Regions from separate parts of the Drosophila melanogaster genome. Here all the other regions are linked to region 1. The links are chromatin contacts, called in public Hi-C and HiChIP or PLAC-seq maps. All regions are on one chromosome and are shown on one strand. The core of a region is the stretch at or near the end of the contact, and the rest is flanking DNA. Distances in the headings are between cores, read along the strand shown. Region 1 holds the start of Pdcd4 (Programmed cell death 4). Region 2 holds the start of lncRNA:SMRG (Scutellar Macrochaetes Regulatory Gene). Region 3 holds the start of Lsd-2 (Lipid storage droplet-2). Region 4 holds the start of lncRNA:CR44619 (long non-coding RNA:CR44619).

Region 1 (3,282 bases), core at 405-2,904:
ACCCCGAAATCAGGAAAAGGTTGAGTTTGTAAGAAGTGGAGAGAGAGATAAAGAGGAGCGATGGAAAAGAGCATAAAAATAAAGTGACGCTGTCGAAATTGCGTCGCAAACATTTCGCAAAAAATAAAATACATAAGCAATGTCCAATAAAAAGAACAAGAAAAAGAAGCAGAGACGTTCTCACCATTGAATGCTGTTGTTTGTTTTTTTTAACAGAAGAGATCGAACTATTAGGCGCACATGAATTGCATAAATAGATATAAAAGAAATTAAAAACCAATTTGTGTCACCCACTCTTTTTGAAACTACAGAATAAATTTGATGGTTTTGTTATGCCTTTTATAAACTGAGAACTGTATTTGTTTGGCATCCAGTAACCAGAAAAATTGAAATTTTTTTGTATTTTGCCTGGAATTGTTTGCAAAATTCCCCGTCCAGAACCCTTCTAATAACACATCTCGGGTTTGGAGTCATATTATACTTTAGGTCATATTGCATTTGCATCTGATTTTGTTAAATACTTAAATAATCGTTAATTATGCAGAGTGAATTGTACCACCACTGTGAGCCAGCAATTCTGGTAGATAATATGGGAAAACAAAATCGGATGACATGGAAACATTGGACGGGGCGCCGAATGCAAATAAACCTCGAGACAACGAAAATAAAATCAAAAAGCCTAAGGAACAAGTTTGGCAGGCAGAAAAAAAAACAAACAAATTCACCCCCCATCCAATGTGGGCAGCTGTTTTTTTTTTCGGTTTCGGCTTTCCTCGTTTCAGTTTTTCTCGAATTTTCGGGTGCGTGCGTGTGTGCCGGTTGATTTTATCACGTAGACCAACGTTTTCCAATTGGAGCAAATAACGCGCATCAACAAATTCTTAAATTTCACCTATTTTTATTGAAATCATCTAATATGGCATAATTTTGTGACCGCGACTGTAATTTCGTTTTTGCTTTTATATTCGCATTCGCCGGCAGTTTTTTTCGCTTGCTTCTTTGAATTGGTCTTCGTCAAGATCGATGTTGTTGTTGCTGCTGCTGCTGTTTCTGCGTTTTTTTTTATTTTGCCACTTACCTAAGTGCTTTTTGTTTTGTCTCTCCGGCTGTTTCGCTCGCTCTCTCTACTTCTGTCTTTGATGCTGCTGCTGCAACAAGAACAAAAACTAACGACACGACTGCAACGACGTTGGCCCACTGCAGTTGACGTTGACGGCGGCTGCGCTGCTTTTATACGATGAGGAGCCTGTTTAATAGTTGTTGCTTTTCTTCGTGGGCTCCTTTATTTTTTCCCTGCCTCTCTTTCTCTTCTTATATGCGTGCGGGGGAGAGGGGTTGGCAAGGCAAATGGCAAAAAATGCACTCAAATATCTTGTGTCTCACAGAAAAAAAATACACAAGTGTGTGAGTGTTTACTAAAAGGCTCCTTCACACGCGCATACACACACTCGCACACCCACAACTATTCAGTTGCGTGTGCTGTTTTTTATGCCTTATTCACCTTCGCTTTTGTTGTTTTTGCCGCTTAACGATGTGAACTTTTGATTTCTTTTTCAGTAGGATTGGAACAAAAAGGATTGAAGAACCGCAGAATAAGGAACCAATAACGCACACTGTTGTTCACGCCGTGAAAACTCAACTCGACTGAACCAGAGAGCGACGAGACGTGGGTTTTTATACTTTTTCGGCGAGACCGTGCTGCCAGACTGTTCGATTCTGGTAAGGTGGTGGGTTATAAAAGCGCACTTGGCGAAGCTTCCCCTTAAAACGGGGAAGTTTATTAAAAAGTTTGCAAATATATGTAAATACAAATTCAATCCTATGTAGTAAGCCTGCCTATGAGGAAAACTAAGATAAACGAAACTTATTGAATTTTGATGGCTTCTGGGAATGGTCCAACAGAGTGGCATCTCAGAGAAGTAGTTTTTAAAAGAAAAAGGAAAGAAATGCATACAAGCAAACATATGCATATTTAGTAAAAACAATGAAACATTACTTTATTTACACACTCACTGGATGTATATATATACTCGCCCAATGATCTTACCTTTTTATCAAGATTTAAAAACATTCAATTCAGTAAAATCTTATTTTCCAGGAATTTTTGAACAGGGCGGGCAGCTACATAACCCAAATTGCAGCACATTTCCAATTGGCGGCAGAAAGCGATGCAAAAGAAAACGAAGTAAATATTGAACAGGAATTGCTGTACATTTCCAAGTGGCGGCAGAAAGCAAAAAAAAAAAACAAAATTGCCGCCAATTGTGGCTCTCTTATTTGTAATTTTAATTACCATATGAATATTTATGAAATTATATGTTGAAGATTCCTTGAATTAACTCTTATTAATTTTTAATTTGAATACATTTTTAAATAAACGCTGATCTATGCTAACATAAAACGCTCCTTTTTCGAAATGTATGAAATATGTTTATTTGTATGTATGTTGTATATGTATATGTATGTATTCATATGATGTATGTAAGTAAGTAAGTATGTTCATAGATTAAGGAAAAGTATTCAAATCCATTAATCGCTTGCGTTCCTTTTCGCGGAATGCCCGGCGAGAGGAGCGCGTAGCTCCGTGCAGACGACGAATGATAGGGTTCTTCTCACAGTGGATATTCGGATCATATGTCGAAACCGGCGGGTCGGCATCCCAGTCCTTGGCATCACTTTCCTTGGCATCACAGTCCTTGGCATCTTCTTTTGCGTCGCTGTGGCTCTCCTCGCGTAAGTAGCTCGGGCACTTGATGATATGTTCCTGCAAATGGGATAAACAATTGAATTTAATATTTGCTTACATACATATAATATATATTCATAACCTACATATATATCGGCAATAGGGTACATATGGGTTCTGTTATATGGACAGCGAGCTAATTCGTCCGATGGAAATTTCTTGGCACAAAGCGGCAAATGGTAGGGCATTTTAAACAGCATTACCAAATGCGAGCTAGAGTTGGGACAATTGACATATTCATAAAGTTTTGGATCCGCAGACATTTTTACAACTAGTTTTGTTCGCCTTCTGCGAACTTCCCCTTCGTCAACTTCAAAGTGAGCATAGAATTTCGCAACAACAATTCTATTCAAATCTCCTACAGCGTTTGGTATTTTTAATAGAAGCTTGCAGTATTTTTTTCAAAATGAGCAGAGAATTTCGCAACAACAATTCTATTCAAATCTCCTACAGCGTTTGGTATTTTTAATAGAAGCTTGCAGTATTTTTTTTTCTTAAAATAATAATATAAAAATACAAACGTTCGATTGTTTGCA
Region 2 (3,183 bases), core at 684-3,183, 1.1 Mb before region 1:
ACCGCTGAGCATGAGCACAGGATCGGACCGGGAATCGCCCACCGGATCACTGTCCCTCAGCCCCACCAACTCGTTGACCAGCTTCCCGTTCCACGATGCCCTGCAGCATGGATATTTGGCATCGAATGGCGCCAAGAGCAACAGTTCCGCCTCGTCCACATCATCGGCCTCTGGAATGGGTCTGGGCATGAGCATGGGCATCGGCCAGGGCATGATCATCGGTCAGGGCTTGGGAATGGGACATCATGGACCGGCTACACCGCCGGAGAGCCCCAATGTGCCCATATCGCCAGTGCATACACCGCCACCGTACGATGTGGTGGTCAGTGGATCTGGAGCGGGCAACAATAGCGTTGGCAGCAAGCAGCTCCTGCAGAAGAGCGTCAGCACACCGATGCAGCAGGAGGATACGCCCAGGTTGCCGGTTTTCAACCGTCTCAGCTCCGGTGTGGAGGCCTACCAGCAGCAGTCCAATTTGGGACTCTAAACGCGTGGCAGTCTGCGAAACAAAATTGAATTGAAACACCATCCAGCATCCAACTCACGCCCATCCAAGCATCCCTCCATCAACAAACCAGCATCCTTGACAAAATCTCAGTAACGACCAAACCATGGAAACTGAAAACAAAACTACTCTCGCAGTCCAATTTGAAACGCAAATATGCCAAGGCAAATGGATTTCCGGTGGCGTAACTTCGTTGCAGAATAAGTGTATATCAAGTATACGCCAAACACAGACACCCCTTAATTATGAACCGATCCTTGATATCAATTCTCTCATTGCTGTGACAGTCAAACGTAATCGTTATACAATAATCGTTATATGAGAAGGACCGAATTACGGACTACTACGGGACAATTAGTTAGATAGATACGTAAATGACAAACAAACAATCCAAGCAAACGATGATCTTAAACTATAACTAAATACTAAAAACTAAAAACTAACAAAAAGAAAACAAAAAAAAAAAAACATAGCTAGCATGAATGCTATAGCTAAACAAAACATTCTTATGAACTGGACAAGATACAAAGACGGAGATAACGAAAAGGACTATTTGGGAATCTTCAGCGAATGTTGCTCAAATCAAATCAACAAACCCCACGGCCAACGACGAATGTGAAAATCGTTCCTGCATTTATAGAAACTACTGCAGTGCATCCATTAGTAAAACCCATGCACACGCACACCTGTCGCTTTTGTTCAATACTTATACGGCACACACTTTGGATAGGTCTCATGTAAAAATTGATTACCGGCTGCTTGTATATATATATATAGATATGTATATATATATATATATATATATATGCATATTTGGCCACCACCTGTGTATATATAACTTTTGATGTGGATAAATAGAGAGCGAGATAGAGAGTTGGTCCGATGTCTTCCAATCCAAGCCAAGCCAAGCCAATTAATCAATCAATCAATCAATCGATCCAATTCATATGAGAACGATAGACGGACAGAAAGAAAGCTACGAAAATTCTTTAATTTATTATTTTTGCTAAAAAATTATGTAATAGAAAACGTTATGTACATACGAGAGTTAATATTTTGATAAAGATAATAAATTATAATTACCAATTACTCTATGATTACGTTTAAATGATGATCTTGAATGATATGAATATTATTGATGATATACCTCTGCAAATCGTGCAACTAATCACAACAACAAAAACAACAACCAACGAGCAACCAACAATTTTTCATTTTGAGAGGACATTTTTAATGGAATTTTGTCATTGATTTGATATATATATTTTTTGTTTGAATGACTACGATTTTTTTTGTACTCTTTAAAATCGATCTATGAAATGGAAATGCTGATTTTTAAACACCATAATTTATTTTCACATCTATTTACATAAAACATACCAGATATATTTTATATGCAATTAATGTTAATAATTTATGAAAACAACACATGCGACACACTCAGACACACACACACATACACACACACACACACACACATATTTTGACCATTGATAATTTTATGTTTTTTATATGGTATATGCGACAGATCATTTTGTTTATTATATATTATTTTTATTTAATTTATTTTACAACTTCTTCTTGATTTCTTCTATTTTTGGGTGCAGTTATATAATTTTAGTGTTATGAGAGAGCCTTTATTTATATAAAACTTATATAAAACCATATTATAATTATGCTTACGTCGATGATAATGAAGTAAATGCATATGTAATAAAAAAACGGAAAAAGGAAAGGAAAAACCTTAACAAAAAAAAGCTTATTTAAAATATTTATGTAGGGAAAACCATACGAATGTCGATCTTTGTATGCGTCGGTAAAATTGAAAGAAAAAGCGATTTATAAAAGGCCGGAAAGCGAAAAAAAAACAAAAAGCAATCTGAGTACAGTGTTAGAAATTTAAATACTAAACTAAACTGAGCAAACAAAATAGAAACTTAATACAAATATTTAAATTATTTTGTACACATTTTCTGACCTATTGAAATTTATATGTATAAATATGTAAACTGTAATCCGTATACAGCGACCTTTTTTTTTTTTGTGCAAATAATTTATATTGAAACAATTGCTGAAATGCAATTCAAATCAAACTAAATCAAATATATAATTACTCCTATTTATTATTATCTCTTTCACTAGGCGTATTTAAGTTACATTACGACCAACAGCAGCAAAAATTTTAAGCATGACTTAAAGCACAAAAAAAATACAAAAAACAAACAAACAAACGGCCGGTGAAAGAGCAAATTCCAAGTGTGTTTATCAATTTGTGTGCACCACAAACGAGGGGGGTAAATAATTCTCAAAGTGCCTTATCGTTAATATTATGTATAAATTAAATACACACAAACACAAATTATGTATAGTCTTGTGGAAATGGAAAAGGAAACGCAGAGACGGAGTGCAAAAGGCATATTAATTATTTATTATTATATTAAAGTCTATTTTATTATACTTTCGGCTTACTTTGATTTTTACTTCCCATCGCAAAAAAACCCATTGTTTTCGTACTCCAATACGTATTGCAATCGAAATTGAACCGATTGGAATGTTATGGCAGCGTGCAAAAGTTTACTGTAATACCTATATTTAACATACTTATATATAATATTTTGTTTTTTTGCTCTAATTAATTTTTTAAAAAGCCTAACTTAGACCTGAGCTTTGGTTATCAT
Region 3 (3,083 bases), core at 150-2,649, 1.3 Mb after region 1:
GTTGTCGTTGCTGCTGACGGTGAGACCCCAAGAGCCCCTTAGCATAAGTGCTGCCCGCTTTAGTTAGTTTCCAGCCAAATCTAGCTTTATTCGACAGCGGTAATTGGTATTGTCTAGTAAATGCATTAAGTATTTGTTTTTTCAGGGATCTGTGCTTTTACGATCGGCAAACTTAGGCTGGGATCAATATTGAGAAGAAAACTAGTAACATTATTTTAGCTATAATTAAAGTGCAAGTTTAGCTTAACTTTTGGTCAGATCGAGCAGCACTGCCAGTGCCAGTGGCGTTGCCATTGGGTCTGCTTTGCTTTTCCTCTTGTCAAAACGAGCCCCCTTTTGTTGACGGCGCCTCTGCGGCTGCAGCCTACGTGCGGTGGCCTTTTTGCCGTCAGCCACCGCTCTCTCTCTCCTCACTCTATCTCTCTTGCGCTCTCTATTGCGTTGGCCAAGATTGTTTTATTATTATGTAAATTTTAAGCGAACTTTGAACGCAACGCGTCACGAGGGCAAAGTGCCGGCCTTTTTGCTTTTCTTATTGCTAGGTCATGGTTGTTGTTGCTGTGATTTCGATTATTGAACGACCGGCAATCAATTTATATCAATTGAGCTTAATTTCTGGCCAATTAAACGAAAAAAAAGTTGAACAAAAAAAAGTTGTTTCTGCCCTCTATGTGCGTTTCGAGTTCGAATTGCAACTCGAAATAAAATGGCGAAGCAAAGTCAAAAAAGCAACGGTTTCGGTTTCGATTACGGCTTCGAGTGCATATGGTCGCTGCAATTGTTGTTGCTATTTACCTCCTCCTTCACCGGTCGTTTATTCTCTATATGTGCCGTTAGGCGCGCCAAAGTAACGGGACTTGAGCGAGTTCAATGCACCCGGAGGAGGTCTTATTTTCATTTTCTTCTGTTTTCCTTTGCTGCACTTACCTTTTACTTTGCCATAGACATCCTGGGACTTGTCCCATGCCGCATTTACCACGGGCAATTTGATGATCCTCTCGAGGGACTCAAGGTGCGGCAGAAGGTCCTTGGCATCCTTGGGCTGGTCCACATCGTTCATCGCCGTTCCATTGCCAGTTGTTCCGTTCCCGGTGGCGTGTTTCTGCTCTGCACTGGCCATGATCAGTTTTCTTTGGTTCCTCTTGCGCTGCTTTCTGCTGCCCTTTTCACTTTTTCTTTCTGTCTTTCGCTATCAAGCTCTTCCGCTTGCCACCGCACTTTTCTTTTCGCCTCTTGCTTCTTTTCTTTCACGAACAAAAAAACAGCTTAACCTGCGAGTGAGTGTGTGAATGTAGGGTATGCGTGTGTCTGCGTTCTGGAAGCACTCTGTTTTATTTTATTCCTAGCACTTTTTGGCACGTCTGCTCACGTCTGCTCGTTGGGACTCTCTGACTGATTTGCGAGCTGCGCGGCTGGTTTATTATATGAGCGAGTGCCGCCGCCAGTGTTGCCAGCGCCGAGCAACAAAAAGCTATGAGCAACAGTGATGCCGCAGGTGGCAAGAAGTGGATGAGGAAATTTTAGTCAAATAGCTAAAAAGTACAGTTTTTACCAATAGAGCTTACTTTTTGTTCAAACCGCAGTGTGTTTTTTCCAAGATTTATGCCTAGTCAAGGGTCATGTGGCTATAATACACTTTGTATTATTAAAATTTAACCATGAGCTTTGACAAGCACGATTACTACAAAATATAATTATAATATTAAAATCTTCGAACTTGTGTACTTAACCATACACAAATTTGTTTATCAAAAATGTTGAGTAATAAATAATAATAATGTAATAAAATATCGCAGACAGTGAAAAAACAGTGCTAAACAAATAAAAAGGTTAAAATAACCAAATAATATAAATGAGCTTAGGAACATTTCTTTGCAACATATATCTTGAAAATAGCTAGATCGTTTGCTGCTGTAAGATAGCTTCGCTGCGAAGAGAGCAGAGCGCCAAAGCAGTATCAGCGAGAGTTTGAGATTAGGACTCTCTTTGAGGACCCCATATACAGTTTGTCAAGAAACTGTTTACATACTGTGAAATAAGTTGAATTTTTGACTTTAAAGCTAAAATTAAAGGTTTTTTGCTTAATTAAACGCAATTTTTTTTATAAAATTTAATTAAACAATATTTATTTTACTTATAAATCAAAAAACAAATATTAAAATATTAAATATACAAGAAAATAAACAACATAATCCAAGTTTACACACCTTTGAGACTGTCAAGAAACTCTTTACACATTTTGTTTTCCTACTTTGTTTTGTTCTTTTTCTTAGAACGAACTCGATTTTTCCGTTATTTTTGGCTTTGCATTGCTTTTTACAACGCTTCTAATGAAATTTGTTTGACTTTGCTTGAAGCGAATTATTATTTTATATTTAATTAAATTATATTTAATTTATTTTTTGATTTATAAGTAAAATAAATACTGTTTAATTTTATTTTATACAAAAATTGCGTTTAATTAAGCAAAAAACACTTAATTTTTAGCTTTAAAGTCAAAAATTCAACTTATTTCACAGTGTGTAAACAGTTTCTTGACAAACTGTAATTATAATATGAATAAATGTACTATAGTTTTTGAACAGTACACTTAAATTGTTATGATGAATTATTATAGTACAAACGCTTTGTTTGAAATAAGTACAATTGTGTACTATATCTGTTTTAAATGAAACTTAAAATAGTTTTGAAACAATTTTCATTATCTTTATTTTCGAGGTAAAACATAATTAGAAAATCAGGTGAAAGAATGTACCATTATCAAATTATAAACAATTCTTCTATCATGATCAAACTAATTTTGATCATTTTTTCCCGATCTATGCAGAGTTCATAGTGCAATTCTTCTGTGTTGTCCTTGGAGGGGGGTCCAATTATTCTGTTCAGAAAACAAGAGAGCTGAAGAGAAAGAAAGAAATTTGGGAAAAGAAGAGAGACAGTGCCTACGTTTGTTCGGCATGCTTGACAACTAGATTAATTAATACGTTGTGTCGGGCGCAAACAAAGTTTAGATTGAAGTACATTGCAATATATATTTATGTACATATATGTGCATACGTACATATGTATTTCTGTGTATGGGG
Region 4 (3,430 bases), core at 143-2,642, 1.0 Mb before region 1:
AAAAAAGGTGTGACGTAGAAACCAAAAAACACGCAACCAAAACAAAGTAAAAATAAAAGAAGTGGCAAGAAAAAAGCTTGGAAACAGCAGCTGAAAGTGTAACTAACATACACACATGAAATTATATACCAATAAACACACATAGTCACAGGCACACAGGTACGGGTACGCAAAAAAGGAAACCTAAGTAAAAAAAATTAAATGGAAATTTCTGATATAAAACACACACACACTCGCACTCACACAGCGAAGCCGAGTGAAGTTTGGCAACGCGGCGCCGCAAACGCGCAGTCGCCAGAGAGCGACGCCGGCAGACACAAAAACAAACAGTAAGCAATGTCGCACGCGTGAGTGAGACGGTCAGATGACGAGTGAGGTGGTTAAGTGAGAGAGCCAGTGCGTCAGAGAGTGTCCAGTGTTGTTTTTGCGCAGCCCCGCACGGCAACAGTGCACAGTGGGACAACTCGCGCATCAATTAATATTATTACTGTGACCCACCATCTATTTTCTATTCATTTAAGTCTATGGTATTTCAAGACAATACTCAGGTTATTTATAAATACACGCATGTATTTCATTAATATCATCATTAAAAATTAATATTAAAATGAATTACTGTAGATGCCGCTTGAGCGAAATTAATGTATATAAAATGTGCTCACAATTATTAATTATATAATAAATATATTGGTAAGCTACATCTTGATTAAGTTAAACACTGTTCCACTGTGCTACAGTAACTGGTTCACAAAAAGTGTGAGCAGAGAACAAGAGCGGTTTGCAAAAAAGCAGGTACCCCTGTGACCAATTTGAAGAGTTCTTGAAATGAAATTTTGAAATATAAATTTTGATATATGCCAATCCCTTACATGTTTCTGTTAAAAATTTTGTGTTTAGCTCTTTTTCTCACTTGTGTAACAATATTTTAATTTCATAAACATTCATGGAAAATCAAATTAAAATGCTTATATTTGCTAGGTATTCAGCAAATTTCATTTACCAATAATCACATGGCTTGCCAAAATTCGCCACTGGGCTTCAGCTTACCGCTTGGTTGCTTCTTCTTCTTGCACGCTTTTCTCTTCTTCTTCTTCACGTCCCACGCCATCTCAAGATCTCTTCCTCTTCGCGTTGGTACACAAAAAAACACAATTTTTTTCGCTACAATTTGACACACAAAGCAGCTGTCTGCATAAGACCGCTCACACACACATTGCACATATATTCATTGCATACATACATACATATAGTCATATTATATATCTCACGCTGTGTTGCCATAGATACAAACAGACTCACGTAATTTATATATGTGCATATATATACATTTGTATGACTGTGCGGAAGGGAGAGGTGGATATGGTGAGAAGGAGAGGGCTATTTGTTATCTACTGCGCATTGTCTTGACGTTGTTTGCGTAGTTGTCTGTATGTTTGCATATATGTATGTTTGTATATTTTTGAATGCGAAGATGAAGCAGAAGTGGAAGAGCAAGAAGAAGCACAACAGCATGCCAAATAACTAGCGCAGACGTAAAAGGGGCAAGAGAGAGCGAGAGAGGGAGAGCTCACCAGTTAACATGACACGACCAACGTCAACAACAACAACGACAGCAACAACAAGTCAACAGAACAAACCGGCACATTCAACTTAAGCACACACACACACGAAGAGGAATAAGATGATGATGATGAAGAGGGACAAGCGACTGAGACGCCAGTCTGATGCGTGCAAAAGAGAGGGCAACATGCGAAACGAAAAACCAAACGAAAGCGTACAAATAAATAAAGCAGAAGGCACACCGAAAGAAAAATGTCTTGTAATTAAAATGAACTGAAGTAGCCCATGAAACTAACAGTTACATTTTAAACATGATTATCGAAATTTGAAGAAAATACAAAAAAATATCGCACATCCCTGAACAGTGCACAATAATAATTTCGTATAGCAATAGCTAACTTTTTGTCACAGTGCAGCTGGGTTGCCAGCAAGGGTCTGAAATAAGAATAACAAGAATAATAATATGAAAGGCGAAATAAAATGAAAGCATACGCAGCGTGGACTGCGAAATTCTTAGGGGTTTGGGTTTCCTTTTGGGCTTGGTTTCTGCGCTTGGAATGGTAAATGGTATGGGGCGAGGAGGGCGGTGCTTATGGCGTAGAATTCTGGCGTAACCCGAAGCTGGACATGCAAAAAAAATTCGGAGACTTGTGGCAAACAAACTTGCCGGCTTGTGTGTGTGTGTGTGTGTGTGGATGGAGGGGTCGAAATTCTTGTAGTGTTTATAAGGTAGCTGGGTCAATCAACGTGATGGTTTGGGGGAGGGGTTGGAGCTAGAGGGGGTTAACGTCTCATAATCCGCTTAAGATTCAGCGAACATCAGCGGGGTGCACCACGTGCTAAAAGATTTTTTTTATTTCCTTTACCTGCCAGCTATTACCCTGCACGCTGTGAATCTGGATAACATCTCATGGGCATCCAATATATCCCCCCCTCCCATCAATACCCTTCATCTTCTATTTTAGGTTCGTAACCACAAGGGAGTGTCAAAATAACGTGAGTGATTTAGGTAGGGCATGTTTCTTGTTTCACTTTTAAACTTTAAGTAAGCTGAATGGACATATTCAATTCAATTAAGACGTAACCAAATATGTACATATTTTATAATTTCTGGAATAATAACAGTATAAAACAATGCGGAGACAGAGATTCCAACGCATTCCTAGCATATTCATCCATTGTTTGATATCTGTGTTTGTCTCGAATTGATAAGTTCAAGGTCTCAAGTTGGAAAAAGGGGGAGGTTCCTGGCCCAACGGAGTGTTTGACGTCATTCAGCAAAACTGACATGTCTTTTATCCTCATTCCCACCACCCAAAACCCTTCGATTTTTTGGTACACATGACAGAGTCGAAATAACGTAAGCGATTTATTGAAGGTTCAGGATTCATCTGCTATAAATTCAAAAGAAAGGTTTTAAATTAATGTACATATTATTTAATTATTAGATGGATTAATTTACATTTGTTGCTTACCCATTAGTATTTGTTGAAACTATCTGAGATATTGAATTAAAATCATGGTAGTTTGCGAAATTAAAGGAGACAATTTAAGGCCCCAAAGTGGGCTACAATAAAAAAATAAATTGTGTTTGCATTCGGTGACAGCTTCCATAGAAGTGCACACACACATGTATGTGTGTACATATGGTAGATAAGATGGAAACGTGATTCCCCCAACCGCAGTGGATGCGATCATTCGCCCCCAAAGTTGTCCCCCGCCCCATCGCTGCCACCCGCTGCCCCGTTCTGCCCCCATTTCCTATTTATAGCCCCTCGTATTTCCCCCAGATCCCCACACTTAAATACACATGTCAGTTCGTTTCGAGTGTTGTTGTTAATTTTTGTTGATGTGTTTTTATTTAGATTTT

The links. A called contact is a pair of places that touch in the nucleus more often than the background predicts. HiChIP or PLAC-seq counts read pairs in DNA pulled down with a chosen protein or histone mark.
Region 2: a contact with region 1 is called in a Psq HiChIP or PLAC-seq map of the Kc167 cell line, with 5 times the contacts expected there. The contact joins the promoter of lncRNA:SMRG here to the promoter of Pdcd4 in region 1. A contact is called at or near these places in 3 of 107 Hi-C or Micro-C datasets (the D17-c3 cell line and the Kc167 cell line) and 2 of 6 datasets of contacts at active chromatin or transcription factors (both in the Kc167 cell line).
Region 3: a contact with region 1 is called in a POLR2A S2P HiChIP or PLAC-seq map of the Kc167 cell line, with 7 times the contacts expected there. The contact joins the promoter of Lsd-2 here to the promoter of Pdcd4 in region 1. A contact is called at or near these places in 2 of 107 Hi-C or Micro-C datasets (the Kc167 cell line and eye imaginal disc) and 2 of 6 datasets of contacts at active chromatin or transcription factors (both in the Kc167 cell line).
Region 4: a contact with region 1 is called in a Hi-C map of the Kc167 cell line, with 4 times the contacts expected there. The contact joins the promoter of lncRNA:CR44619 here to the promoter of Pdcd4 in region 1. A contact is called at or near these places in 7 of 107 Hi-C or Micro-C datasets (the Kc167 cell line, the ML-DmBG3-c2 cell line, the S2 cell line and 3 more).

What each region holds. Positions count from the first base shown.
Region 1 is chrX:13,753,752-13,757,033 of dm6, forward strand. It overlaps Pdcd4 (Programmed cell death 4), which reads right to left and starts at 1,655. Exons shown (of 4, transcript NM_001272604.1): 1 at 1,502-1,655. It overlaps CG32625, which reads right to left and starts at 3,075. Exons shown (of 2, transcript NM_167381.3): 1 at 2,833-3,075; 2 at 2,413-2,764. The coding sequence starts at 3,009. The coding sequence ends at 2,507. It also overlaps asRNA:CR43833.
Region 2 is chrX:12,678,754-12,681,936 of dm6, forward strand. It overlaps lncRNA:SMRG (Scutellar Macrochaetes Regulatory Gene), which reads left to right and starts at 1,934. Exons shown (of 1, transcript NR_167813.1): 1 at 1,934-3,183. It overlaps Tis11 (Tis11 zinc finger protein), which reads left to right. Exons shown (of 4, transcript NM_001272561.2): 4 at 1-3,183. The coding sequence ends at 487.
Region 3 is chrX:15,074,821-15,077,903 of dm6, forward strand. It overlaps Lsd-2 (Lipid storage droplet-2), which reads right to left and starts at 1,400. Exons shown (of 6, transcript NM_001298333.1): 1 at 928-1,400. The coding sequence starts at 1,120. lncRNA:CR44662 (long non-coding RNA:CR44662) reads right to left here. Exons shown (of 1, transcript NR_123908.1): 1 at 2,678-3,083.
Region 4 is chrX:12,750,475-12,753,904 of dm6, forward strand. lncRNA:CR44619 (long non-coding RNA:CR44619) reads left to right here and starts at 1,393. Exons shown (of 2, transcript NR_182242.1): 1 at 1,393-1,942. It overlaps lncRNA:Vinr (VSR interacting RNA), which reads left to right. Exons shown (of 1, transcript NR_182243.1): 1 at 1-1,876.